Linked DNA regions of Hordeum vulgare: region 2 is linked to region 1. Evidence: chromatin contacts called from public Hi-C data. All regions are on one chromosome and are shown on one strand. Each heading gives the region's core, a stretch centred on a gene start, on an enhancer-like site or on the middle of the called end of the contact. The rest is flanking DNA. Distances are from core to core; before and after follow the strand shown. Region 1 holds the start of LOC123427559 (protein TRIGALACTOSYLDIACYLGLYCEROL 1, chloroplastic). Region 2 holds the start of LOC123430685.

Region 1 (5,081 bases), core at 1,120-3,619:
TACATTGCACCTTTAAGGGTACGTTTTGCTAAAGCACAGCATACCATAGAGAACTTAGACTCCTGGTGCTGAAACTGAACTAATGTTCCTTAAGGATTTAATATATACTCCCTCCGTCCCGAAATTCTTGTCTTAAGCTTGTCCAGAAATGAATGTATCTAAATACTAAAACGTGACTAGATACATTCATATCTAAACAAATTTAAGAAAAGAATTTTGGGACAGAGGGAGTAGAAGGTTTATCAATTCAGATAGACATGATTTCCCTAGTAAGATACATTTACGTCAGATATACCATATCATACAAGGAAAATTCAGTAAGTTTATCCCGCATTGCCAGAGTGGTGACAGGTTTGTCGTCAAGGTGCAGCTCGGGCAAATCAAAGGTGTAAGATTGATCCTTGAGCACAAAATTGAGACACTGCCAGATCATAAGGTATGCTTTACTATCAATCTTGTGCATGTGCAAAGTGTTCCAACATAAGGTACTCAAATTCGTGGTCTGTCATCAACTACTGATATTTCTGAGCATTGTCATGTACTCCCCCTCTGTACCTAAATAATTGTAGTTGAGGAAAACTAGACTAGTTTTCTCGAACTACAATTATTTAGGTACAGAGGGAGTATCTCTCACCTTTTATTCTCCTTACAGCTCGTGCTGGAAGCCAAAGGAACCCTTGTTTGCCTTGACAAAGACTATCATCCAACTCGCATATTCCCAGAGCTGTCAACAAAACTTCTGCAGTTCTTCTCATCCAAGGATGAATAAAGCTTCGAAAGGAATTGCCACTACTACTAATAAGACCTAATATGTATGTGCTCTCCTGGAGTACAATATTGTAACTGATATACAATATCGATCACCATATATCAATAAAAACAATTGTATTTTGCAGTGCTGCTTGAATGGTTGAGCTGATCTTAAAACGATTTACATCTCTGTTCGCAAGTGCGGCTTGGACACATGTAGTTTTATTTCTATTTCCAAGTGGTGACAAGATTTACACAAATCGGATGCAAACAATTGAGCAACAATTTGCAGAATGTGCATAATGCATAATAATTTACTTCCAAATGACATCACAACAAAAATAACTCATTCACCTGGAGTGTGGTCGATGCTGCAATGCAGGCCTCCTTGAATCCACTACTACACTTTGGTCAATGTACAGTACTAAATTATGCTGCTACGACGCAAAAAATTCTCTGCCGTGGTCTTGCCTTAACCCATCGCGTGCTTGAGCGAATCACCAGCACCAGCCTGGAAGAACAGGCACGAAAGAGCGAAGTCTGCAATGAAAATTCCAACCAAGGAAATGACCACGGCAGACGTTGTGGACTCGCCAACGCCCTTGGCTCCTCCGTGTGTTGTCACACCCCATGCACAGCTGACCACCGCGATAATGGCACCGAACACCTGAGATTTTATCAAGGCGCTGATCAAGTCCCATGGGCGCAGCGCCTTGCGAGCTGACTCCAGAATGATGCTGGTGCTTACACCAAAGACGGCGTCGGCCAAGAAGGCTGAGGAAGCAAGCCCGAGGGCGAAGCTGATGAGCGTGAGGACAGGGAGCGCCAGCACGCACGCGAGGACACGGGGGACCACGAGGTAATCGATGGGCTGTGAGCCGAGGACGCGGAGGGTGTCGGTCTGCTCGGACACCTGCATGGTGCCGAGCTCGGCGGCAAAGGCGGAGCCAACTCGGCCGGCAGCGACGACAGCGGTGACGACCGGGGTGAGCTCGCGAGCGAGCGCCAGGGCAAGGACGCCACCAACGGAGCGGTGCAGGCCGAGGCGGGTGAACTCGCGCACGAACTGGATGGTGAAGGCCATGCCGACGAAGGCGGCGGTGAGGAGCGAGACCCCCGCGCTCCCGGGGCCCACGCGGCGGAGCTGGGCGAGGAGGTTGCGGCGGTGGACGCGTCCCGTGAGGACGCGGTGGAAGACCTGCCCTGCGAGGAGCAGAGCCGAGAGCCCCCGCCAGATCGCGCGAGGCGGGGTCCAGTTGGAGAACAGAGGGGGTGGGGCCGTGGGGGGCGGGGGCGGAGGGGAAGGCGACGGCGCGGAATTGCTGCCGGCAGTGGCGTGGGGCGTCAGGGGGAGGCGGAGGACGGGCAGGCGGCGGCGTGAAGAGTGGAGGCGGAGGAGGTGGGATTTGGGGCAGGGGATGGCGAGGCGGAGGAGAGGGTTCGTCGTGACGGAGGTGGGGCGGAGGAGGAGGGCGCCCCCTGCCGTGGTGGACGACATGGTGTCGGTGGCGGTGGTGGCGGTGGCCGGAGATCGGGACAGTGGTGGTCGCGGTGGCCGCGTTGGAGTGGGTGGGAAGCGATGGGGAATGACCGTATCGGTGGGGAGGAAGGAGTCTCTGCTGGCCCACAATAAAGGCACTAATGGGCTGGACAAGTAATCCCGCTAAAGGCTTTAACCCGGTCATGCGGCCCGGCACAGGTTAAATTTCGGTATAAAAAAATTAAAATTTGACCCTTCTCTTACCATCAGGCTTCATAATGATATATAATATAAGTATAAGATTTATTTTTAATAATAAAGCGGCTATTGTTTTCGTCGGAAAACCCACCACGTCATTTTTATAAAAAAGCCCCTGTAATTTTTGTTATTCAACTCGCGCTTCAATTTCTCATTATGATGAAATTAACAATGGACGGATTGATTTTTCAACAAAATAGGATAGGACTAACTACATTAGTTAGTTAGTTTATTATTTTAATAAATCAAAATAATTATAAAAAGTTTAAAAGTGTGTGGTATTTTTTTCTCCCGTTGCAACGCACGGGCTATTTTGCTAGTGATATATAAGATATAACAACCTAACGTCAAGGTTTTTGATGGGATGGTTACACGTCTACCGCAAAAATTCCTAAGGACACCTTCCAACAGACGGTCCGATCACTAACAAAATACTAAGGACTCATTTGCCTCAAAGAAAAAAAACAAAGGACTCCTTCGATAATCCACCAGCTCTTTAAAATTTATAAATTTACAAAGCACCCATGTAGCCGTTCCACGAATTTTAACTACAGCTCCGTCGCTCCGGGAACAGAGTCGTGGAGCAGAGGGACTCCGAACGGGGTCTAATTAAAGAGTACTCTTTTAAAGATCATCCCTCACCTTCTCATGCTTCCACAAGTAGCGCACTGCATGTCCGTCACTTGTTACAATCTATAAGTTTTCTTTTTTTTCATCGATTCGTTATTTTTAAATGTTTATCTTTTACACAGTGCATTCAAATCTCAAACCATCTTCACCGTTGGATTCCCTGCGTCCAGGTCTTCGAAACTAGATCCCATGTTGATGAGTTTTAGCGATTTTTTTTAGAAAAAAACCAATGAAAAAACTATGCCTCTCGCGGAAGAAATAAAAAATATTTTTTCCCATTTCCGCGAAAGTAAAACCGTGCCATTCGTGAAAAAAAAAACAGAAACAAATTTTCTTTCGAGAGGCGCAGCCATGTCTCTTGCAGAAGCAAAACCGTGCCTCTCGCGAAAGAAAAATAAATAGAAAACACATTTTTATCATTTTCGAGTGGCACCGACTTGCCTCTTGCGGAAGCAAAATCGTGCCTCTCATGAATAAATAAATAAAAACATGTTTTATTTTATCTTCAAGAGATATGGCCGCGGAAGAAAAGTCATGATTTTCAAGAAAGGAAAAAAAAAGCATTTTTTCACTTTTTTGTTCATTATTGTTCGTTCAAAAGCCAAGGAAGACCGATGAAACACCGAAACATCATAAAACTGAAAAAATCACCTAAAAAGCCAAAAATATGTGTGAATAAAATAAAATAAAATAAAATGCAAAGAAAATACTTTGAACATGACAGGTGATGACGCCTGAGAAGGCGTCAAATGCGGCGCCTCAGAGTGATTATTGGAAGGCTCTCGAAAACGAGCTTGACAACTAGCCGCTCTCGGTCAGTAACAGTTTTAAAAGATACTCATTAAGACAGACATCTCAAACCGAGGGTTCCCGTTCGACGCGTTCAGCGCCGGAAAAGCTTAAGGTCGCCCACATGCCATCCCTCGTCGGTCGGCCCATGTATATGGCGTGCGCTCGTTGCAATTGCTGGTTCGCTACATCGCAAAAATGTTGGTTCGCTCCATCGCATGTAATTGAATAGTCAATCATTGACTTACCGACACCAATACGGATTCAGTTCGCTCCTCGCAATTCTAGAAAAGAGATATGGGAGGCGACCGTTTTGCCTCTTCTTCAGCGACGATGTTGCAAGTCCCTTCCTGCTTCATCCGTCGCTTCGAAGACGGTTGGGGGTTGGAACCCCGGTGATTCGACTCCAGGGGGTTGCAAGGGTTGCCCCAGTTTGTCCCTGGGGCATCGGTTCAGTGATGTGGACGACGCCGCGCCCTTCAAATAATTTGTCTATGCTCTTCCCTCACATCGGTGGCACTCCAATCAACGGCACTGAGGAGCAAAATAATTTGGTGGCTTCAAACAGGGTGCGTGGTTGGAGGTAGGCCACACCGGTTTTCTTCCTCTTCGTCCATGTCGAGTGAAGAGGTTGGCGTCAGCATTTGGTAGACACGGTATGATTTCCGGTCGATGCTCCATATTGTCGCAATTCTCGTAGAAAAAACTACAATTAAAATATATAATGGATTAAAGAAGTCTTTATTTATTTTGAAAATGCCCATAAATTTTGGAAGAAATCATGAATACAAAAAATGTTCATGGATTTTTAAAAACGTTTATCAAATTTGAGAAAAGTTCATCAAATTTGAAAAGATCCATCATTTTTTTTAAATCATTAAGCATGAAAAAGGTTCATCGGAAAAGAAAGCTCATCATATTTAGAGAAACTTGATATAATTCGAAAAAAAGTTTATCAAATATAAGAAATCATATATGTTTAAAAAGGAAAATGATATATGATAAAGAAAAGGTGAAAAAAAAAAGAAATATGAAAATAAAAAATGAAATAAAAGAAGAATGGAGAATGAAGAAAAAGTAAAACGATGAAACAAAGTAAGGGCATGTACAATGATGCTATCTTAGGATAAATGATGAGGTGGAGGTGAGAAAACTCGAAAAAAGACTTTGTCTT
Region 2 (4,966 bases), core at 376-2,875, 220 kb after region 1:
GCGACGGGTTGGACGCGATGGTGAGGTCTAGCGCCGGCTCCGGAGCGTCCACCAGTGGCCGGAGAGTGAGCTGGTGGCCAGCAGCGGTGACAAGGCCTTCTGCTGTCAGGGATGTGATGTTGGCGTGTTCCCCTGTGCCCGAGGTGAGCCAGTGGCACCGCTTGTGGCCTCCGAGCGCTTGACCAGAGGCGAAGAGGCGGTGGCAGACGGAGCACTCATGCATCTTGGTCGCCTTCTTCTTGAACGGTGCAATGGCCAACGCCGCGTCCGGCGGTTCCTGGTCCGTGGTCGTTATGGCCATTGATAGGGATGGGGTGGCCCCGCTCGTGTTGCCACCGGTGCTGACATCGACGTTTGTCTTGGCATCAGCACCGCCACTTGCATGGATGACATCGACGGCGGCGGCATTTCCCTTTCCATCGCTGGGACCGGCGGCCGCTGCGTGGTGGTGAGGTGGCTCACCGATGCTGCTCTCGGGCTTGGCAGCGAAGCAGCCCTTGACCTTCTTGTGGCTGGCACGGTGGCCGCCGAGAGCTTGGTGCGACGTGAACACCTTCTTGCATGCCTTGCACTCGAACAAGCCACGTGGCATGGGCGCCGAGGCGTATTGCGGTTGCGGTGCTGGCAAAGCCAGAGGCAGCATCATCGTTTGATCCGGCGCCGGTACGACGATCGGGAAGGGTGGTTGCGGCTGTTGATGAGGCCTTTTCCCGTGTTCTTTGCTGGCCGGCGCGCACGGCTCAGGGTTACCCTCGGCGGCGACGGTGGCCTGGTCGGCCTTGGACGACGAGAGCATGACGAGGCAATTCGCCAGGTCCTCCTCCTCGTCCTCGCCAGGCGGCGCCGTCGATGTCCCGGGCATTGTATCATCGCCTCCTCCAGCGATCGACTTGGCGCGACGCGAGCGCTTCCCCTTAGACCACCCTGAGGCTAGCGACGGGTCCTCATCTCCGTCGGCCACGGACGGAGGCGGCGAGCCGTTCGCGTCCTCCTCTTCGCCGGAGGTGCACTTGCCGTGCTCAAGGAAAAGTTCCATCGAAGAGAACTCCTTCCCGCAGTTCCTGCACACCTGGCAGCCCCTGGTGAGGCGGTTAGGGTTCGCCCGGAGCGCGTAGACGTGCGTCGTCGCTGCTCCCGCCGTGGACGGCCCGTCTTCCCCGCCGCGCGCGGACGACACGGGCTCGTCGTCATCATCATCCGCGCCGGGGCCGTCGTCGGCGACGGCGTGAGCCCTCATGTGCCCGCCGAGCGCGCTGCCGCACGTGAACCCCTTGTTGCAGACTCTGCAGAAGTGCTTGTACGCCGCCGGTGGCGGCTGGGGACGAGGCGGCATCTGGCCATGACGCTCAAGTAGATGCAGCCGGTGTTAGGGAAACACGCGGCGTCAACATGTGGGGGGGAGAAGTTAAGGGTCAAAGTATGGCTATGTGCAACCCTGGGAACGCAAACACTTAAGTACCAGAGACGATGGAGATTCACACATGTACATGCGATTAGAGAGCTCGCCTATGGCGGGGAGCTGCTGTGCGAGCGGTTCAGTCCGTCCTCGTTAACCATGCATGCACGATCGCGGCAAGCTGTTATGGACAGGTTAGCTAGGTTTATACATAGCTGTCATGGCCAGGGTCTATGGCAGCCGCACACACAAGTTAGCGCTCTGGCTAGTGATGACAAGTGTTTGGCTTTCATGGGCGCTGAGGCAGTCCCGTCCGGTGACGGCAGTGACGGGGGGAGATATTCTCCGTCCTGATCGGAGACCAGCTGGTTCTGGGGGAGGTCAAGCGTTTTTTTAGGAGATCAAAGAGGCAGTTTTGCCCACGAACCGTGCCCATCCGTTGGAGTTGGTGGTGTTTATCCTCACGGCATCTCTGGAAAGATCTCTGAAAACCGACATTGAGAAGAAAAATACTTCCTCCATCCGAAATTATTTATCATAAAAATAAATGAAAGTGGACGTATCTATAAACAAAATGCATCTAGATACGTTCATTTCTATAACAAGTATTTTCGGATGAAAGGAGTACTCCGTAAAGAAATACTTCCTCCGTATAACAGTGTTTAGATCACTAAAATAAGTTTTAGAAAGTTAAATACTAGATGGCAGATTCCCTAAACCCAACTTTACCAAAAGAAAAAAAATCAGTTCCACTCCTTTTAAAAACAAGCATGTCTACAGATTACCCTCTTCCAGTACATGACTTTTCTTCATCGCAAAAAAAAAAATGACTTTTCTGTCCGTGCTCTCGCTCAGGCCGTCAGGCGCAATAATCCTTTGTTCCTCTACAGTGAAAAGCGCACATATTGAGGCTTAGGCTGTAGCCTAGTGGCATGGTTGGGCAGTGGCTCATCCTGCGGCCAGGGTTCGAACCCCGTCGGGGTTGCATGTTTGTGCCCATTGATCTTTTTTTTTTTTAAAGCACACATGTTTGTGCCTCTTTGTGCATTGATAGCTCGCCCGAGATTCTCGAATGTTCTGTTACAATGGTATATTTTTAAAAATAAATGTACTCTTTTCGTTTTAAAATAAATGCCGTTTGATTATATTTTTCAATAAATACGGATTTGTTCAAAAATGTATTCAAGCACGTATGACACCCTCCACAGTCCCTCTGATACGTGGCACAAGAAACTCCCCAACATCTTCGGTGGTGCCAAGTGACGCAGATATAATCCTCTTCTGACGTCAAGTGGCTCGCATAGACATGCCATTTGTTGATGTCTTTACAAGGTGTACCAGCCAGATGATAATTACTAGTCTGAACTGTTGAAAGCGGCAAACCGAGCGCCCGTAGCTTAGATGGTCAGATTCCTCGTGGTGAAACCTGCTCACCTGGTTAAATTTCTATAGCATGCATGCACGCATTTTTTGAATGCCCATTGATCTTTTTTTTTTAAAGCACACATGTTTGTGCCTCTTTGTGCATTGATAGCTTGCCCGAGATTCTCGAATGTTCTATTACAATGGTATATTTTTTAAAATAAATGTACTCTTTTCGTTTTAAAATAAATGCCGTTTGATTATATTTTTCAATAAATACGGATTTGTTCAAAAATGTATTCAAGCACGTATGACACCCTCCACAGTCCCTCTGATACGTGGCACAAGAAACTCCCCAACATCTTCGGTGGTGCCAAGTGACGCAGATATAATCCTCTTCTGACGTCAAGTGGCTCGCATAGACATGCCATTTGTTGATGTCTTTGCAAGGTGTACCAGCCAGATGATAATTACTAGTCTGAACTGTTGAAAGCGGCAAACCGAGCGCCCGTAGCTTAGATGGTCAGATTCCTCGTGGTGAAACCTGCTCACCTGGTTAAATTTCTATAGCATGCATGCACGCATTTTTTGAATGCCCATTGATCTTTTTTTTTAAAGCACACATGTTTGTGCCTCTTTGTGCATTGATAGCTCGCCCGAGATTCTCGAATGTTCTATTACAATGGTATATTTTTAAAAATAAATGTACTCTTTTCGTTTTAAAATAAATGCCGTTTGATTATATTTTTCAATAAATACGGATTTGTTCAAAAATGTATTCAAGCACGTATGACACCCTCCACAGTCCCTCTGATACGTGGCACAAGAAACTCCCCAACATCTTCGGTGGTGCCAAGTGACGCAGATATAATCCTCTTCTGACGTCAAGTGGCTCGCATAGACATGCCATTTGTTGATGTCTTTGCAAGGTGTACCAGCCAGATGATAATTACTAGTCTGAACTGTTGAAAGCGGCAAACCGAGCGCCCGTAGCTTAGATGGTCAGATTCCTCGTGGTGAAACCTGCTCACCTGGTTAAATTTCTATAGCATGCATGCACGCATTTTTTGAATTTATGTCAAGATTTAGAGTTTTTATTCTTCAACGGTAAGCGACCTTTTCGCAACAGCAAGGTGTCTATAATGACTTTATAAATCTGGGATATGTTGACTCAGATTCTTGAAGGTGTGCCTCTCGGAAAAAAAAATACGTTTTTTTTCCTTTTTCACAGGCACGGTCGTGCCTCTCACGAAGATAAAACCATGTCTCTCGTGAAAAAAATCGTACCTCTCGCTGATAAACACAGAAAATACATTTTTTTCTTTTCCGAGAGGCATGTCCGTGTCTCTCGTGAAGGCAAAATCGTACCTCTCGTGAAAGCAAAATCGTGTCTCTCGCAAAAAAATAGAAAACATATTTTTTCCGTTTCCAAAAGGCACTCATGAAGACAAAATCGTGCCTTTCACGAAAGCAAAACCACGCCTCTCACGAAAAATAAATAAAAAACATGTTTTTTCATGAAAAATACTAAAAAAGAACGTTGAAAAACTGAAACATAAAAAAATGAAATAAATCAATCTAAAAGGCCGAAAATGCGTGCGAAAAAATAAAAAAAATAGAAATTCGGAGGAAGTGCTCAGAGGGCGACACGTGAAGGCGGTTGAGAACGTGCCAAATGGTGACGTGTATGAATGCTCGCTGGGAGGCTACCGAAGGAGCGCTCGCTAACTAGTTCCTTCCGGTGTTGATGGGCGTTCAAGCAGGGGCACGCCTATCTCCAACTCGACGCGAGATGTAGGGCAGCCTTGGTTGGCTGAGCACGAGATTCGGCCGACCCAGCTCACGGGTTAGGCACAACCTTGTTTTCATTTTTTTTACTTTCGTTTATACTTTCAAATATTACATATACATAATACAGAAAACAGTACATAAAACATTTGAAAATATTATTATAGCATTTTTAAAATAAATGTGTATAGTAAAGATGTTTCTTATGAATATACAAAATATTAATCATGCAGTTGAAAAAACTTGTTAATCGTCTATTTAGAAATGTTAAACACGTATAAGAAATGCTCCTGATGATTATAAAAAATGTGGAACGTGTATTAAATGAATTAATCATAAAAATAAAAATATAAAAAATGCTGATCATGTACAAAAATCATTATCCATATGTTTCAAAAATGGTAACCGTGTATTAAAAAA

The links. Hi-C and Micro-C count contacts between places; a contact is called where the count stands out from the background.
Region 2: a Hi-C map of seedling shows a contact between it and region 1, with 3 times the contacts expected there. The contact joins the promoter of LOC123430685 here to the promoter of LOC123427559 in region 1. A contact is called at or near these places in 2 of 6 Hi-C or Micro-C datasets (leaf and seedling) and 1 of 1 datasets of contacts at active chromatin or transcription factors (embryo).

The regions. Positions count from the first base shown.
Region 1 is chr2H:595,228,437-595,233,517 of MorexV3_pseudomolecules_assembly, forward strand. It overlaps LOC123427559 (protein TRIGALACTOSYLDIACYLGLYCEROL 1, chloroplastic), which reads right to left and starts at 2,370. Exons shown (of 1, transcript XM_045111639.1): 1 at 957-2,370. The coding sequence starts at 2,248. The coding sequence ends at 1,223.
Region 2 is chr2H:595,445,401-595,450,366 of MorexV3_pseudomolecules_assembly, forward strand. LOC123430685 reads right to left here and starts at 1,626. Exons shown (of 1, transcript XM_045114532.1): 1 at 1-1,626. The coding sequence starts at 1,333.